2 separate regions of the Drosophila melanogaster genome follow, and region 2 is linked to region 1. The links are chromatin contacts, called in public targeted proximity ligation maps. All regions are on one chromosome and are shown on one strand. The core of a region is the stretch at or near the end of the contact, and the rest is flanking DNA. Distances in the headings are between cores, read along the strand shown.

Evidence for each region.
Region 2: a contact with region 1 is called in a targeted proximity ligation map of the S2 cell line, with 6 times the contacts expected there. A contact is called at or near these places in 4 of 107 Hi-C or Micro-C datasets (the Kc167 cell line, the S2 cell line, embryo and 1 more) and 2 of 7 datasets of targeted methods (the Kc167 cell line and the S2 cell line).

The regions. Positions count from the first base shown.
Region 1 is chr3L:14,704,090-14,709,017 of dm6, reverse strand. It overlaps CG13476, which reads right to left and starts at 3,554. Exons shown (of 1, transcript NM_206354.2): 1 at 2,861-3,554. The coding sequence starts at 3,474. The coding sequence ends at 3,025. The region is part of intron 2 of ome (omega); the gene reads right to left.
Region 2 is chr3L:15,233,381-15,238,429 of dm6, reverse strand. Tollo (tollo) reads right to left here and starts at 2,811. Exons shown (of 1, transcript NM_080018.2): 1 at 1-2,811. The coding sequence starts at 2,309.

The DNA of each region.
Region 1 (4,928 bases), core at 2,305-4,804:
CTTTTGCTTTGAGACAGCTTATTTGTATATATGTTCATATATATATGTTTTCACTTTGCTTTTTGCCTTTCTTTATTCGGCTTCCCGATTTTCTGGTTCAGCGGGGAATTTCTAGTTTTATTTGTTTATGCACTTTATATTTGCTGTGGGGATTTTATTTCATGCAAAACAAGCTTAGATTAGAAAACAGACGATGATAAGGCCCATTTAATTGGATTGGCGGGATAGTAGCGTTGTGTAAATTAAAACTTTCCCTTTTTCTTAACTCGCCCAAGCGACGAATCAGAATTAATTAGTCAAGATTTTGGAACATTACTCATTCGGTAAGAAGATTGCATATATAGAAGAATTCTAAATATAGTCGACGCTTATATATACACTATGTAGAGAACGTGGAGCAATTTAAACGGCCTAGATTTCTTGGACAGCTGGCTGAATACGCTGTCGGTCTCTCCCCCTACGCACATAAATATGCTGAAAGCAATCACAATTTCTCAGCAGAGTGTAGAGAAATCTATTTTTCAATTATGTGAACAATGCGGTTCCGTTTTAATACCTCTTAGGCTTCCCCATTTCCCTTCAATCCACACCACATTATCAACTGCCTTAATTTTCGCTCAATCTGCATTACTCAGACATATACACATTGCTTGTTTGGGTCTCTTGACCTTTTTTACTTAAATAAATAAAGTATCATTTTCTCACGAACTTCTTGGGACTATCTCAAGCTTTGCTTGCTGATTGCTTCAATTTTCTGTTAAAATATTTGCTCTCGCTTTCATGTTTACTTGTCTGGCCGATTCTGACACTCTTGTGTAAACAAGCTAAAACTTTGACCAAGGTTAGTGACAAATTAACATGGACAATTACGTAGAAAATTGTGGGAAAAACAAGTGGTGTGCATATTAGTTTATTCGTGGTAATTTCATTGAATATATATAACAATTATTGAGCGTTGCGTTGAATTTGCATTAATTCAGTGAATTCAGTGAACAGATCACATTATTTAACCATTTTAAACCGTTTCCGTTGCTGTCATTTTTTTTTGTATTTCACATAAGTAAAACAGAAATTTCCGCAAAGATTGCAAATACGATTGTGTAGTTGGCATATTAATAATTTTATGGTAATTAATTGGCCCCATAAGCCAACGAATTTTTGTTACTTTATTTCCGTTTATACAGCCTTAAAATTCAATCACTTCTAGTCCACAACACACACTCCTTTGTTCACTTCTTTCAGATTCTTTTCAGCTCCGCTGAGCACTCACTGAAAACACCCAAAGTTTTTCCAATTAGTTTAATGCATCATTTTGTCATTTCGGCAGCCAGCCAAGGATGCTCCACATATTATATTCATAAATGCACAACGTATGTATATATTTTGTTTAGACAAGTGCAAGCCAAGATTCTAACCACTTCATGGCACTGCGAACAGAATGTCTTCACATGCATTTGTTATTTTTCGATGTTGTTCCCTTTGCCTTTTTTGTAAGCAAGAAATTCTGCAACCGGAATGCCAAAGAAATATTTAGCTGGCAAAGTTTATTTTACTCTTGGCTTTGTTTCTTTTCATGTTTTCCTTTTTCTTCAGCTGGCTTTGGCTGTTTTGTGGCGTAGACAAAACGGCGGCGAGCACGTTTCCGGTTGCGAACGGCACCGGAATTATAACAAGTTGTAAATGAAAGGCAAAATTTGATTACAGCCGATGTCAGAAGTCAAAGTGAGAATTGCAGAACTAGTTAATTTGAATGGAAACCGAATGGGGGAGACCAGAATATAAACAAAATCCGATGGGGAGAACAATTTTATAGTTTATCAAAATATTTATATATTTACTAGCAATTTTTACTACAAGCACAAAATTTTTGTTTTTCACATGACAAGTTTTAACTTTTATATTAAAATTGTATTTGTGGAAAGCAAATTTATTCCAAGCAATTTATATACTTTTTGAAAATTTGTATATTGATTTGTTTTGCAGTGTCTTTCAAAAATTCAAAAGCCAATTAAAAAGCTTCATTTGAAATTGAACTCCATTGAAATGTATCTCCGTCGTATTTTATTCCGGATCGAACTTTATCTTTATCTGCATCTCTCCCCCATCCAAACTGACTTTAGGCACGCGAACGTCACTTACGCTTACTCCCACTCGAAAAATGCGACGTAAACTGGATTTGTAGCACGGCGCAGACTTTCTGAGGAATCCCGATCCGCAACCGTAACCGAAACCGAACCGCACGTGGCGACTGACAAGCGGCAACTGAGCTCAACCGCAGCTGGAGAACCGTCGCCAAGGCAAAAGCACTCGGAGTGAGTATGAAAAAGCAGTGGAATGAGTGCCAATTGCCGATTACCGGCGAAAGAGCGGAGCAAAACAAACCCACCGATGAGTGAGTTTGCTTTGAGTGAGAGAGCAGAGAGCCTGAGTCAACAGGTTGTTTTGCTGGTTGGGTCACTTAACCTCGTTACTCTTTGTATTCCTCTGTGGGTCACACGGGGCGTATGTGCAATATGGCTCACTCGGTGCGTATGTGTGGCGTATATGGCTCAAGTTTGCCGACAAATCGCCGACAAATTGTTTAGGAACATGGATGCTGGCTACGCACACGACTTGGATTACCAGTTGGGATTGTCTTTAACCCAGGCTGTGGGTTGTCACAGTGCGTATACGTGATTTTGTCTTGACTTTTCTGCAGGACAATTTGTGCGGATGTTGGCGTGCTTTTCTCTTTTCTTTCTGTTCATAATTTTGTATTTTTATGGTCATCCTAAGTTTTTTCGTTTCAAGGGTTTTAACATTTCGAACGTCTTAGAAACTTTCCCACAACTATAAACTGAAGAAAGAGACAATGGGTTTTGTCATTTCACCATGCAAATTTAATTGAATCGATAAAAAATATAAAACATTTGTAGCCCTGACCACCTTATTATTCCTTTTAAATGTGTGAGGTGGAATTGACAACGCATTAAATTAAGACGTTAGTAATCGAATTGGTGCGGTCTTGGATCCTATTTAAAATGGTTACTGGTCTTCTGTTATGTTTATATCAATAGAATCCGGCACATCTTTTGGATATTGCTGATTAAAATCAGACGCTGCAAGACTACGGTCATTCAGAACTTCTGTCTCGTCGGAACTCGGATCCAAGTCGAGAAACGCCTTGGAGATCATTTTGGGATTTAGTTCGGCATCCAGGTCGTTGTTCTCAACTATTTTAATCAAAATTTCCAGGAGCAATTCACAACACTTCTTTTCGTAGCCCATAACATTGGAAATGGCATTATGGATTGTGTCCTTCATTTTTAACAGCTCTTGATTCAAGTTTTCGATATCAACTAGAGCTTTCTGGGAACTGGCCAAAGAAACAGCAATGCGACGTCCCAGATCCTCGTGCTCCAGGCGCATATTGGTGGCATTTTCCCGAAGACATTGCAGCCAAATAGAACGCTTGGCCATTCCCCTCATGTTCATTGTGAGCGTACAAAATATACAGATTTTATTTGAATTTATTTTATGTGTGAATATCTGATTACTTTCAGGGCGTCAATAGTACTGGGAAACCTATTTTAGATCCATAGAAATGACACAGAGGCAACTGGGAATGAGTAGCCTGCTTGGGTGGCGCTACAATAAGATGACTGACATCAATTATATTAATTATCAGAGTAAGCCGATTAGCTGGCTAATGAATTAAACATCATGGGAATTTCCCGGCCCATCCTGAAGGCGACAAATCAATGTCACTTAAAACATATAATTATCATCATTAGCCGCCCAAAAGCATCGCACTCCTCATGAACCTAACTTTTATTACAGACTATTTTGCCAAGCTGATGGTGCTCGGTGTTGCATTCATAATTGATTGTCCTGTGGGCAAACGTGTCCTTTGCCTTTGCGTCCTTCGCAAGATAAGCACTTAAGCTAAATGAAAGCAGATGTCTTAATTTTCATTTAAGTTGCTGACAAAGAGATTTCTAAGCTGCTCTGTCAATGCCTTTATCTGCGACCTTCCTGGTTAATTTTTTATTTCGAATGTGCGAACGTAAATGAAAAAACGCTTGGTAATTGGTCAAAGCTCTTGATTCCGGTCCAAAGCAAAGGATTTCATTTTTAATGAGAAGCAAATATGTTCAGCCCTAATTGGATTAATGGGAAGTCCTGCGGGATCTAAACGGCTTGCGGTCTAGGTCAGAGTCAATGCGATAGGGGCGTTTTTTGAGTGAAAATGTTCGCTTTGTTAACAATTTAACAACTTTGTTGGGAATGGCTTAAAATTTTGTTGGAGAAGAAGGATTAAATCATCTATATGTGATGATGAAAAGCCTATTTATATATATATTATGTTATACTCGCATTCAAGAGATTTAAACACTAAAAGATCATATCTCTATATTCTAAGAGCTTTTCATGAATTTTGATTTTTATAATTAAAAAGGCGCAACTCGTTGTGAACATTGTTGTAGGCAAATGAAAAGTCCTTTTTAACCGGCACGATAATTAAATCATGCTCAAACAGAATTTGAACTGAAATCTCCATCATCGGTTTAACTTTTCTTCCGTTTCCTCCGACCGGAAAAAGCTCTTCCTTAGCTGTCAACTGGTAAATGCCGAATTCTATCAATTTGTCATTCAATCATTGCACGAACGTTGCTAAGCCGACTATGCAAATTGAAGTCAAGAGGCATTAAGTCCAATCCCAAAACTAAAACGCTACTCCATGACACAATTGTCAGGGTTTTATCGGCTTATTTCTATGCATGAGTGCAGACACTCACAAGGACACGTTTATACCCACACAAATGCAGAACACTTTTTGAAAAGGAAGAAGCTTTGGCAATTTTCCGATTATTTTTTCTTCCATGTCGAACTTATGTGAATGCATATATAAGAACATCAATCTTTTTTGTTAGTCTGAATTAAGAGAA
Region 2 (5,049 bases), core at 1,562-4,061, 530 kb before region 1:
GTCCAGGACTGATCGTGGTAGCAGGAACACCTATCCGGGCACTCCATTTTGCAGTCACACGCCTGGAAATCGCAGCAATGGCACAGGGCAAAGCAATGTGAGGCGTATTTGCAAAGGAAATCATCGGACTTGGCCTCTATCAGGGAGACATGTGAAGATCCTCGAGCGTAAGCCAACCGGCAGTGAATCTGGTCCAAGTCCATGAGTTGCGGCTGAGTACGCGACTCACGATTCACCTTTTGCAGCCAGTCCAAGTTACAGTCACACTCGTAAGCATTGTGACCAATATAGAACTCCGGAATCTCACGATCCTCGGCGATGGGTGACAAGCGGAGAGCATTGGGTTCCAAGGTGGTCAAGCGATTCCTCACCAAATCCACCCGCGTCAAATTGGGCTTCTTGAAGAACGTGTACGGCTGAATCTTGGAGATCTGGTTATCGTTCAAGTACAAAACTTCCACACTATTTGGTATAGAGCTAGCCGTTATCTCCGTCAGCAGATTATAGCTGGCATCAAAGGTACTCAGACTCAGTTCGCTTTCGATCTCGAAATAGTTGCCCAACTGAGTGATCCTATTGGCCCGAACATCCAGCCACTGCAATCCGATGGGAATGTGCGAGTAATCGAATTTCTCGAGACGATTACCCGAGATATTCAGCCACACCAAGTTGGGCAGTTCCGTGAAGAGGCCAGCAATGGATTTTAGCTGATTTCCATCCAGTCTGATGGCCTGAAGCTGACTATTCCTCTGCAGTGAACCAGCCTCGATGGACTTTAGCTTGTTCTGGGACAGGTTAAGGATCTGCAGGGAGCTCATGCGATCGAAAACTCCTCGCCGGATGTGGGTGAGAGAGTTCTCCGTCATCCGGAGGCCATACAGACTCTCCAGCTGGGTGATGCTAGTGTTCTCGATCTGACTGATCATGTTCTCGCCCACATCGAGGGTTTTGAGTAGTTGAACATGGGCCAGAGCTTCGGGCACCGCCTGCAGCTTGTTGTCGTTCAAGTGCAGATCCTGCAACTGGCTGCAGTTCACCAGGGATCTCTGATCCATTCGGGATATCCTGTTGAAGTCCAAGGAGAGCACAAGTAGATTCTTCAAGCCCTGCAGAGTGCGCTGTTCGATGACTGAGATGCGATTGCGCGAGAGGATCAGTGTGTGCAGGTTGGTGAGATCCGCGAAGATTCCCCCCGGCAGCTGATCGATGTAGTTATCCTCCAGTTTCAGGATCTGTAAACTGGCCAGGGGCCTAAAGATGTGAGCCTCCAGGCGGCTGATCTTATTAGCCGATAAATCCAGCATCATGAGACGCTTGAGACCCACAAATGTGGCAGCATTGATCCACTGGGAATTCAGTTCGTTGCTTGCCAAGTCGAGAACTAAAAGTTCAGCCAACTCTCCGAAGATTCCTGGGGCCAGTACATTGATGGAATTGTTCCTCAAGTAAATTTCCTGCAGTTGTTTGGTCTCCGCGAAGAGCTCTGGCGGCAAAGAGGTCAATCGGTTCGCCGAAAGATCCACAACCCTCAGCGAAAGAAGACCCTCGAAGGCGCGATCGGCCAGAAAACTCATACTGTTCTTGGCCATATTCAGATGGGTCAGTCGGCCCAGAGCCGATAACATTGCCGTGGGCAAGCTGACCATCTTGTTGGCACTCAGATCCAAACTTTGCAGTGTGGAGCCGCAAACTCGTGCCTTCCGCGAACTGAGCGAGGCACTGAAGTAAAAGTTGCTGATGTCCTGAATTTTGTTGTACGAAGCATTCAGGTGCTGCAGGGATTTCAGGGGGCACACCATGCCATCCGGTATCAGCCAGATGTTGTTGAGACTCAGATCCAAACGCTCCAGCTGGCGGAACTCCACGAAGCTATTGGATGCCATCTCCAGCGACATTGTGGACCAATCGCCATTGTGCGTGCGAATCGTGAGGTTTCGCAGCTCCTGCAGACCACGGAAAGATCCATCCGTGAGATTGCCCAGCTTGCAGTACTCGATGGTGAGATCCCTGAGTTCCACCAGCGATCTGAAGCTATCCGGACTCAGACTGCTCTGGAAGAACAGGGCATCGTTGCACTCCAGACGCAGGCGCACCGTGTTCTGCGGCTGGATCACGCTAAAGTTGGTGTTCTCCAGCTCCGAGTTGATGGTCCTCAGGTGACAGACCAGAGTGATGTCATGCTCCCCGCCGCCGGACCAGCGGCACTCATCGGGAGCCTGGTACAACACCGTCTTGCTGAGGGCTGCCCCGAAAATGGGTATTACACAGGTGGCAATCAGCACGTACAGCATGTGGGTGGTGGCCAGCATTTTTGGTGGTTCCTAAACTTCGAATGGGGTTTCGATTTTGGTTAATCGGGGAGGTTATGAGGGGCTTCTTTTGGTCTTTCACTGCTCGTTCTATTTTTCGCCCATTTTGTGTGTGTGCTTATTTGGGATTTTTTAAATTATTTTGTTTTTTGTTTGGTTTTATAGCGCAGCTTTGCACAATCGCCACTTTTCACAACAACACCACATCAACCGATTTAATGCTTGATCTAAAACGATTTTCTTGTTTCTTCCCGCTGGCTATGTAATTTTCTTTATCTTCTTATATCTTTTGATTTCGGTTGCATTCGTTTTTCGATTTCTATATCTTAATTTTATTGCTTTGCAGTTGTTTCGCGTTGACCGTAATCCAAGTGGGGGGTGCGATAGCGCGATTGATAAATTGTGTTCCAATTTTTCTCGAAGCGATACTTCTTCTTTTTTCTATTTCATCCGCTGAACGACAAACGCGCGTCCGCTCGGCTCGAAGTCAACTCAAAAACTGATCGCTCTCTCCGGTTTTCAGCCAGCAGCAAGTGCCGCTGAAAATCACTCATCCGCCTGAGTGACTATGTGAGTGAGTAGCTGAGTACCTGAGTAAATGAGTAAGTGAGCACTCATTGAGCACGCACACAGAACCAAGGAACTAGAGCGAGATGCGATCGAGTAAACAAAACTATGCAATCCGAACGCAAACGCATTGCACGTAATGGCCCACAGTGCACAGTGGGCCGAATAGCAACGAATTGCACTCGGTGGGCAGGTAGAATTAGCATGGGGTTTTGCAACAAAGCAAAGCAAAGATGGAAGATGTGAGGAAGTGAGATCGCGGGAGATGGGCAGGTGATATTAGTCTACAGAAACATGTGTAATTTTAAGACCAAGGATATTCCAAATCTGCAATACTTTAGGGTCAAGGATGCCGACGGAAGGAATAGGTAAATCGATATGCTAGATCTGTATAGCGATCTCCCGATCTGATAAAAAAAGTTCCCTAGAGAAGTAGATGGATGGGACAACTATTAAATAATATGAAATATGTAACAAGTGCGGCACTGTAATCCACAAAGAAAATTTCAAAGCAGTTATTCAAAAGTATAGGAATAAAAGAATCCACAACTTATACTTCTGGAGAATAAAGGTCATTTGACTCATGAATAATGTTTAATTATAAATTAGAATTAAATATTATTATTATTATAATATAATAATGTTTAAAATTGTATATAGTATGAAAATAGGAAATAAATTCAAATACCAATTCGATACGGACAAACAATCTAAGGAAGGACCTCTGCAGTTATCTTATACGATTTCCGGTGTCGTGGCTTTAAATACAAATCAAATTAGTCCACACCTCAAATATTTGTCACGCCAAAACAACCTTGATCTTTGGACAATAACTCCCCGTCCCAGCAGGTTCACACCCACAGCTGGCACCTTGCCGATTTGGGCCCACTGTGCGCACTATGTGCCTCCCCGCCGTTTCCCGCCTGTCGGTTCCGCTGAGCGTCAAAGCCGAGCAAACAATTTCAATTCCAATGAGACATTGACACTCGTCACACCGGTTAGACGAGTTCTACTCCACGAAAACCCAGCTGAGCGTTGAGTACTCAGCGCAATTGAGTGTTTTTCCATATTCAGCAGATGAGATATATCCGTTGAGAGAAACGAAAGAGAACCGATTTGCTGAATCGACGGATTCGAGTGCAAGTGGCGGCTGATCTTCGGCTTTTCTTTGCTTGCCTTGCAGACAGCCACAAAAACCGAAAACGAGACGAAAAAAAAGCAGAGAATAATCATAAAAAATTATTGAAATCAATTGTTAATTCAGCCAATGTCAGTTTGATATAGGCGCACACTCACACACGCGAACCCACAAAAAAATTGACTGATTTTTCTTGATTTATGAGAGCAGCCGCAGCAGTTGGTGGGATTGGATTGGGGCTGGGACTCGAACTCGGACCGTTGGTATTTTTCTTCAATACCGAACCGGACCGGCTGGCCGGGCAATCGAGATTTGTCGGGGAGATCTCAAACTCGGGGGGCTTACTCATTATGAGGTGGCGGTGGCTGAGCCGCAGATGGAGCCGACCTAAAGTTCGAAGGGGTCCGAATACAAGTATGAGTACGAGTCCAAATCTGATATATTTTTTCGCATGATCTGGCTGCCCATATGCTGTAACCGCACTTTCAAACTTTCCCAAAACAATGCGCCAAGCAAAACAGATCGCTACCGGATTAAACAGAACACACAAACAGCTGGGTTCGAAAAAATAAGTGCAACAAGTGTTTTATAATCAATCGGAAGCTTATTCAAAAAAGCTGAGAATTTAATGATCCGAAAAGTCTTCTAATTTAATTTAAGCTTTTCGAAAGTAAAATCCTGACTAAGCGAAATATATAAAATATAATTGTTAATAGACAGTTCTTAAAAAGCTTAGATCAGTAACTTTATAAGCTAAAGTTTAGTTTAATAAGACTTCGTTTAGATATAAAAACATCAGTTTGGTATCAGAGATTTTAAAATATTTAACAAAATATCCATAAAATATTATATAGTTAAGGCTTACTTAAGATATTTGTGTTCATAATTCGCCTTAAATAAAAGTTGATAGCGTAATCGCAAAAATTAGGTTTATTTCAAGCCGAATTAATTTCGAGTCACTCAAGGGTGAGCTGCAAGCTAACGGCTGGGATCGCCGACCATGCTATATTATTATCTTAAAAATAACCACTCAAA